2 separate regions of the Mus musculus genome follow, and region 1 is linked to region 2. The links are chromatin contacts, called in public promoter capture Hi-C maps. All regions are on one chromosome and are shown on one strand. Each heading gives the region's core, a stretch centred on a gene start, on an enhancer-like site or on the middle of the called end of the contact. The rest is flanking DNA. Distances are from core to core; before and after follow the strand shown.

What was found. Promoter capture Hi-C pulls out the DNA fragments that hold promoters and counts their contacts.
Region 1: a promoter capture Hi-C map of embryonic stem cells shows a contact between it and region 2, with 3 times the contacts expected there. The contact joins the promoter of Ltk here to the promoter of Ankrd63 in region 2. A contact is called at or near these places in 1 of 39 promoter capture datasets (embryonic stem cells) and 1 of 9 other capture datasets (adipose tissue).

Annotation. Positions count from the first base shown.
Region 1 is chr2:119,758,870-119,762,776 of GRCm38.p6, reverse strand. Ltk (leukocyte tyrosine kinase) reads left to right here and starts at 2,346. Exons shown (of 20, transcript NM_203345.2): 1 at 2,346-2,525; 2 at 3,077-3,220; 3 at 3,311-3,482; 4 at 3,871-3,907. The coding sequence starts at 2,483.
Region 2 is chr2:118,702,532-118,706,508 of GRCm38.p6, reverse strand. Ankrd63 (ankyrin repeat domain 63) reads left to right here and starts at 2,546. Exons shown (of 1, transcript NM_001081971.1): 1 at 2,546-3,977. The coding sequence starts at 3,071. It also overlaps a transcript of Plcb2 not described here.

The DNA of each region.
Region 1 (3,907 bases), core at 1,097-3,596, 1.1 Mb before region 2:
AGATACAGATAATTGTGACCAGTTGTGACCAATCACTTTGGTACTGAGAATTGAACCCTGGTCCTCTTGAAGAACAGCCAATTCTCTTAACTGTTCTCTCCAGCCCAACACAGGCTTTCTTATCCTATCATTTGCTGTGTGGAATAACTGTTCTTTCAGATCACCAGGAGAGGTCCAGTATGGCACTGACAGTGAGCCAACATAAACGGCATGATCACCTACTATCAGACTAGTGGCCTATGAGGGAAGTTAAGGCAGGAAATAAGTGATGGAAACCTTAGGTGTCTGTGAGCACTATGAGGACAGACTCTCAGGAGACAGGCTTCATTGAGCAGCTTTTAATTGTGGGGAACAACAGCTATTTAAGGCTTTGGGGAGTGAGTAGAGGCTTTTGGGGTAAGTGTACTAACTTGGCCATGGCTAAGGTACTGTGGCCTTATTTGTATGAAGAGGAATTCCAGGTGCTTTGCTGGACATGACCTTATAAGAAGAGAGATGTTTAACCTGCATCATGGCCACTGTCGGCCTCAATGGTGGCAGAGGTGATGGTGGGGTTTGGTGGTGCTGGGACATGCAGGCCCAGAGCAGGGAGGGAGGAATCCTACTCCTGCCGGTCTCAGGACTGGATTTTCAGGGTTTGTGCATAGCTCGACCTCTCTCCCTCTCTCCCTCCCTCTCTCCAGCTCCAGGTTGGCTCCCCTGGTTGCAGAGGGCTCCTCAGCCCCACACACCACCAGTTCCTTTCTTTAGCTTATTAAAACAAAATTTTATCCATGAAAGAGAGTGATGGTGATATCTATAGAACTCAGTGGGTCATGAGTTCTCCATTTTTATAAAATCTACCGTAGCTAGAGTTAGTATTAGATACTCAGAATTTACTAATTAGCTAGTTACCTGATAGGCCCAGCTTCAGTTTTTAGAAGTAAAAACATCTTTAGCGTTTAGGCTTCAGTCATTGACTTAGTTTTTTGGGTTTTTTTAAGTCCAGTATGTGTTTATTGGGATGGTTCTTCCCTTAGTTGCCTCCTCCCAAAGAAACTCCTCCTGTAACCTTTGCTTTCCCCCTTGGAGGCCGGCAGAGGGCAGGGAGTCAGGCAACCCACAAGACCATTATTTGTGCAGTGCTAATGACCCTGGTGGGATTTTAGCCTCCTGGGTGGTTTATACCCATGGATTAGAAATTAGGAACCTTGAGGGGAGAGGCTGGGGGTGGGGCGCTGAACAAATAAATTAATTAAAAAAAAGAAATTTGCACTCTTCTACAGATAGCTGAGATCCTTTGCAAAAGATTTATTCTGGTAGGAAGATTTTGTTTTTGTTTTGAGGGGACTCATAGCAATCCTGCTGCTTCAGCCTTCCAAGTGCAGGAATTACAGGCATGAGCCACCATGCCTGGCTTAACATTAGCATTTTGAACAAAAGATAAAGGACACAATACACAAAACTATCCTTCCATGTGATTTTGCAGTTGGTGGCCTGTGGCTGAGCCACTCTGCATTGCCTGGGAATGCTAGCACTTGAATCTTCTGACATCTTTTTTTTTTTTTTTCTCTTTCAGAGACAGGGTTTCTCTGTGTACCCCTGGCTGTCTTGGCACTCACTTTGTAGACCAGGCTGGCCTCGAACTCAGAAATCTGCCTCTGCCTCCCAAGTGCTGGGATCATAGGCATGCGCCACCACCACCCGGCTTCTGACATCTTTTTAACATATCTATTAGCTTTTTGAGAGGAAGTCTCATGTAAGTCCAGGCTGGCATCCAGTTTGAAAGCAGAAGATAACACTGAACTTGGGGTCCCATCTCCACTTGGCAGGTGCTGGGTTACAAATGTGAGCAACACTGTCCACATTTTTCAACACCTTATCCAGTCATGGCAGTAAGAAATTGTCCACAGGAACAGTGTGCAACAAACTCAGAAAGTCATGATTCTGAGGTACTGGGATGTCCTGCCTCATGGTCAGAAAGGGACACAGCAATGGCAAGCAATAATGCCTTATGGGGGACAGTTTAGTCGCCATCACCCAGGAGGCAGAGGCAGGTGGATTTTTGGAGGCTCTACATACTTCCCATGTGTGATCATGCACTTAAACTAACACTGACACCAATAAAGCCATTCACTATTGATGCTATCCTGAGACCCACAAAAGCTACTGCCATGTACTAGGTGCTGTCCAGCCTATCACAAAGGTATAATGTAGAGTCAACTTTTTCTCCTACCAGGAACTCACTAGTTTGTTGGTGTGCCATAGGTGGGGACTAGAGCCCTTCAGCTCAGCAAGGCTCCTCCCAGAAGCCTGGGGACCTCGCTGTCCTCATGCTCCGCCTTTTCCTTCTATTTCCCGGGTCTGACGTGAGTGTATACAGGCCAGTTGGAAGTCGGCAGGGTAGTGGTGATAGCTCTGAGACTGCTGACACGCCTATAAACTGCAGCTAGGGAATCGAGTTCTCAACCATCATCCTTTGCTGGAACCAAGGGATTGGGCGATGGGCTGCTCCCACCGGCTGCTGCTGTGGCTGGGAGCTGCTGGTAAGTGCTGTTTGGTGGTCAGGGTACCAGCCAACCAGAGACAACTAGATTTGGGGCTGCATTAGCAACAGACCAGGTCTCAATGGTTCCTTCTAAGGTGGCCTTGTGCTTTTAGAGTACAGCAAGAAAGGTGCGGAGCACGTCCGAATCTAAGAATCAGATGGGGCCTTGGCACTACTTGGGAGGAAGCTAGAGAGAGGAGAGGTGGTGGGGTGCTGTACAACAGAGAGCGGTGCAGCCCCCAAGTCACTCCATGAGAGCTCTGGAATGATATATGTAGACATATATGTATATATATATATATATATATATGTATATATATATATATGTATATATGTAGATATATGTATATGTCATGATATATGTAGACACCTTGCAAGGCTTGGGAAACCCGGTTGGGTGGTAGGTGTCTAGCTTCAGCCTCTGTATGCACCAGCTGGGCGGCATTCGGGGTGTGGCTGGAAGCAGGGTACTGCTGAGTGGCTATCCATCTCTTATGTCTCCCCTGTCACATTCTGCATCATCTAACCCTTCTTCCTGTCACCTTTCAGGAACTATTCTTTGCTCCAACTCGGAGTTCCAGACACCTTTTCTAACACCTTCGCTTTTGCCGGTGCTGGTACTCAATTCCCAGGAGCAGAAAGTCACCCCCACACCCAGTAAATTGGAGCCAGCTTCCCTCCCAAATCCTCTAGGTGAGTTTCAGGCTCCTCCCTTTTCTTGGTTCACCATCTCCAGATCCCTAGGCCTGGAGAGGAACTTTTTCCTTCTCCCTTTGTACCTAGGCACACGGGGGCCTTGGGTGTTTAACACCTGTGGCGCCAGCGGCAGGAGCGGACCCACACAAACACAGTGCGATGGGGCATACACAGGAAGCAGCGTGATGGTGACAGTGGGGGCTGCCGGGCCGCTCAAAGGCGTGCAGCTGTGGCGGGTGCCAGACACAGGCCAGTATCTGTAAGTGCCCAGCAGGAAGAGGGTGGCAATCACCTCTTAGGCTGAGGTTCTACAGACCAGGGAAGTTATCTTAAAACATTCCGCAGAGAAGTCTAGTGTCAGTCACTTCGATTGTCTGTCCTCCTCCTAAGTTAACCATCGTCAGGACGGCCGCCCAATCAACGGTGGCTGAAGATGGGGCTGGATGATTCCAGCCATCTCCGTTAACGCTCTTGAAATACTCGTGGAACCCAACCCAAAACTCGGTTCTTCCCCATCCCTTCACAGTCCATCTAAGTCCCTTAGGAAGAAGCTTTCCGGCCACGGGTTCCCGACCTTGAGCCGCCGCCTGGTCCAGGACCGAGGCGCCTAGGACTGAGACGCGGACCGGTGCTCTCTCCTCCTGCAGGATCTCCGCCTACGGAGCGGCGGGCGGCAAGGGCGCC
Region 2 (3,977 bases), core at 1,297-3,796:
TGTGCTCCACAGTGAAATCTCTGGGTTTTTTTTTCTCCCCCCAGCTTTTGCTGTTTCTTTTCTGTTCAGAACATAGTGAGCCAAGGGTAGAAAGTCAGAGCAAAGGCTCTAGGTTCTGAAACCTGGGACTCACTGCCCATCTGGGAACTCAGCACAGACCAGAGTGAGGCTCTGAAGACTTGACCAATTTTCCCACTACACCCCACCCCCAAATACATTGTTTCCTTCCACCATAGGCAACAGGGGCACAGGCAAAGCTGAGCTGGTTCAGGGAGGCACTTGGGAAGAGGGGCTGGGGAGGTGGGGGAGGCTTGATGCTTTTTTTCATGGAGGTGCACAGCCTAGCCTTCCTCTTGATCCCAAAGGCAGAAAAAAAAAAAAGGGAAGAAAGCATTTTTCTCTCACGATGAAAACAGGGAAAACTGAGTCCTAAAAGGACAAAAGCCTTTCTTCTGCTTAAGGAGTGGGAGCATGCCTGTCACCTTCCTGGGAGTGGAGAGTGTCACCTGGATGCTGATGGGACGGACTTTGAGGTCCCTCTAAATGGTGCTTCTCCAACTGGCTCCTGACCCTGTGTGGTGCAGGCGGAGTTTCTGTCTCTGCTCCCTCTGCACAGATGGGACTGTGCAGGCCTGGGTTGACACTGCCAGTGTATGACACAGGCTGAGACCTAACTCTCCTGCCAAGAAATGCGTGGGGGCTCAGTTCACCGACTGTGCACTTAGTAATATGCCTCACAGGACAAAGGGGAGCATGAGTCCCTGTTGTATGGTCTAGCCCGAATCCACTCCTAGGCCATCCTGGAGCCTAGGTAGTCCAGAAGACACAGATGCTCCGGGGCCTCCCCAGCCCCTGCTCCCCGGGGCAGAGCACTCCTCACAGAATCCTCAGGCGTGTCCCGCAAAGCAACCAGACTGGACACCCCCTCCATTCTTCACTGGACTTCCTTTCTCTTACAGCATAGGACCCCTGAACACAACCCTCCACATTGTGTCTGTTGGGTGCCTTTGTCCCTGTAACCCCTCTGCCTGGCCGTCTTCCTTGTTTCTTAGCCTGCGTCTCTCATCCTTAAAGGACTAACTCTGCTGTTGCCTTCAGAGGATCTTAGTTCCCTCTCCTTCCCATCATTTGTCCTTCCATCCAATGGCTGTTTTGAGTTTGCATTTAGCAGATGTTCTCAGTCCTGGGTTCGTCTTCCTGACTGAGAAGACAAGTCTCATTCATTCAGTTTGTGCATCTGTGTTTCCCATTGCTGGAAACACAACCATAGGGTCTCATGTAGCCCAGGCTGGCCTCAACCTAACTGTAGCTGAGGATGATCTTGGAACTTCTGAGCCTCCTGCCTCCATCTCTCAAGTGCTGGGTTGTTAGCTTATAGCACCACACCTGGCTTCATCCTGGGAATGAATCAAACCAATCGTTTCGTGTATACTGGGCAAATACTCGACCAGCTGCGAAAAGTCCCTAGCTCTTCACTTATTCTACAAATAAACTCCATTTCAACTATTCTCAAGCCCTTTCTCTAGTCCTGGGAGCTTGTGGGGCACTCATTGTAAGACTCTGCTAGGCCTTCAGTATTCCCCGTCTCTAGCGCCCATGAGCTGATTGTCCAAAGGAAGTAGGTTTTCCACACATCTGATTGAAAAAAAAAAAAAATCTCAGGCTGTCTCCTTTCTGTAGGGGCCAGGTCTAGCGCTCTGTGGCCTAAAGATGGTTTTGTGCTCAAGAGAACCCAGCCCTGTCAGGGAATTCTTGCTTGTGTCTTTTGTCCTTTCCTAGACCCTAACTAGCCCATCTTTGAGGAGATAGGAGGTAGTGCCTGGGAAGTCCAAATGCCTGCATACTCTCGGGTCCTAAGGCACCTGCCCTGGGTCAGAGCGGCCAGTGTCTAAGTCAACTTGCTCCACAGCGACCGATCAACCGTGGAGCTGGCACGCGGGCGCGCTGTCAGGTTTGGAGACGTCTGAGATTGGAGAATGCACCCCCGCCCTTCTCTGAGTGAGCGCGTGCGGGAGGCACAATTGTGTGTGGCTGTGATTCGCTGCACTTTAGATGGCAGTTATCAGCCAGACTGAGCGCCCTCAGTCCGGAGCACAAATGCCTCATACCCCAAATTACTTTTCCTCTGTCTCTTGCCCACCTCAAGCTGGTGCACTGTCCAGTCCTGTCCTCGTGGGGTCCCAGTCCCTTTAACCTAAAACCGATGGCAGGAGCTCCCGCCAGTTTCTAAGCAGCGGAGGCTACCGATTCCGGCGGAGGCGGGGGGCGGGGAAAGATGACTGAGACTTTAGGATTGGCCCCGCCGGGTGCATGTGGCCCCCGGCGAGCAGCCTCCACCCCCGCCCCGCAACCGCCGCCGCATTCCCAGGGGAGCGCGGAGGAGGAGCCGCTCCCCAACTTCGTGGCCCACGAAGGGGTGGGGGTCAGGGGCGGTCTCCCTTGCCCTGTCCGTCTCTGCCCCGAAGGTGCAGTCTGCTTCCAGAGCAGCCATTGCCATGGAGACCCCTGAAGCTATAAAGCCAGGTATCTAGGCGTCGGGCACCTCAGGAGCCGCCGAGCCCCCCAAGTAAAAAAGCAAGCGTCCCGGCCCCCGCAAGAAAGGAGGAGGCGGGGAGAGGCTCTGGGAGCTGGAGGAGCGGCGCTCCCCGCCGAGGCAGGAGGCAGGCGCGCCAGGCGGGAGCCACCCGCTCAACAGGGGAGCAGGGGCTGCCCGGGGTGCGGGTGAGTGGCGTTGCTCCAAGCCACGAGGGACCAAGGGGCGTCGGATACAGGGAAGAGGGCCCAAGAGTTGAGGAGGCCGAGCTTGGAGCTTGAGCGGGAGTCGAAGCAGCCAGCAGCCCACACCTCCAGGCGTGGGGGGCCAGGGAGGAAAAGCAAGACGCCCTGGGAGCGGCGAGGCAGCCGAGCGGTAGGGAGACCTGAGCGGGAACTGCAGGACACTTGGTTGCAGCCACCTACACGCCGCTTGGAAAGAGCGGTACCGGTGTCCGGGCCGGGGCCGTAGCCCCGTGGGGTGAGGGAACAGGGGCGCCCCCGTGCGTCGGACTTCCGGGGCGCGGCGGCCGGAGCCATGCTCAAGCCCAAGGACCTGTGTCCCCGAGCGGGGACGCGCACCTTCCTTGAGGCCATGCAGGCCGGCAAAGTGCACTTGGCCCGTTTCGTGCTGGACGCGCTGGACCGCAGCATCATCGACTGCCGCGCAGAGCAGGGCCGGACGCCGCTTATGGTGGCCGTGGGGCTGCCGGACCCCGCGATGCGCTCGCGCTTCGTGCGACTGCTGCTGGAGCAAGGTGCAGCCGTGAACCTGCGGGACGAGCGGGGCCGCACTGCACTCAGCCTGGCCTGCGAGCGAGGCCACTTAGACGCCGTGCAGCTCCTGGTGCAGTTCAGCGGCGATCCGGAGGCGACGGACTCGGCGGGCAACAGCCCGGTGATGTGGGCGGCGGCGTGCGGCCACGGGGCGGTGCTGGAGTTCTTGGTGCGCTCTTTCCGCCGCCTGGGCTTACGCCTTGACCGCACCAACCGGGCGGGCCTCACCGCACTGCAGCTGGCTGCCTCCCGCGGCCACGGGACCTGTGTGCAAGCCCTCACCGGGCCTTGGGGTCGGGCAGCCGCTGCGGCAGCGGCCCGGGGTTCCAACTCCGACAGTCCCCCTGGCCACCCTGCCCCGGCGCCCAGCCCAGAGCGGCGACGACCCAGTCCCCGTCGTTTACCGCGCCCTCTTTTGGCACGGTTTGCGCGAGCTGCCGGCGGCCACGGTCACGGTCACGGCCATGGCCACGGCCACGGAGGCGAGCTTGCCTCTGCTGGCAAGGGCTCGGTCCGTTATAGGGCACAAGGCAATGAGAGACCAGAGTTGGGCCGGAGCATGAGCCTAGCTCTGGGTACCATGACCGAGGAGGAGACAGCACGCCTTAGGGCAGGAGCTCTGATGGCTCGACCAAACTCACCCCAGTCTTCGGGGAGTGGGCGGTGGC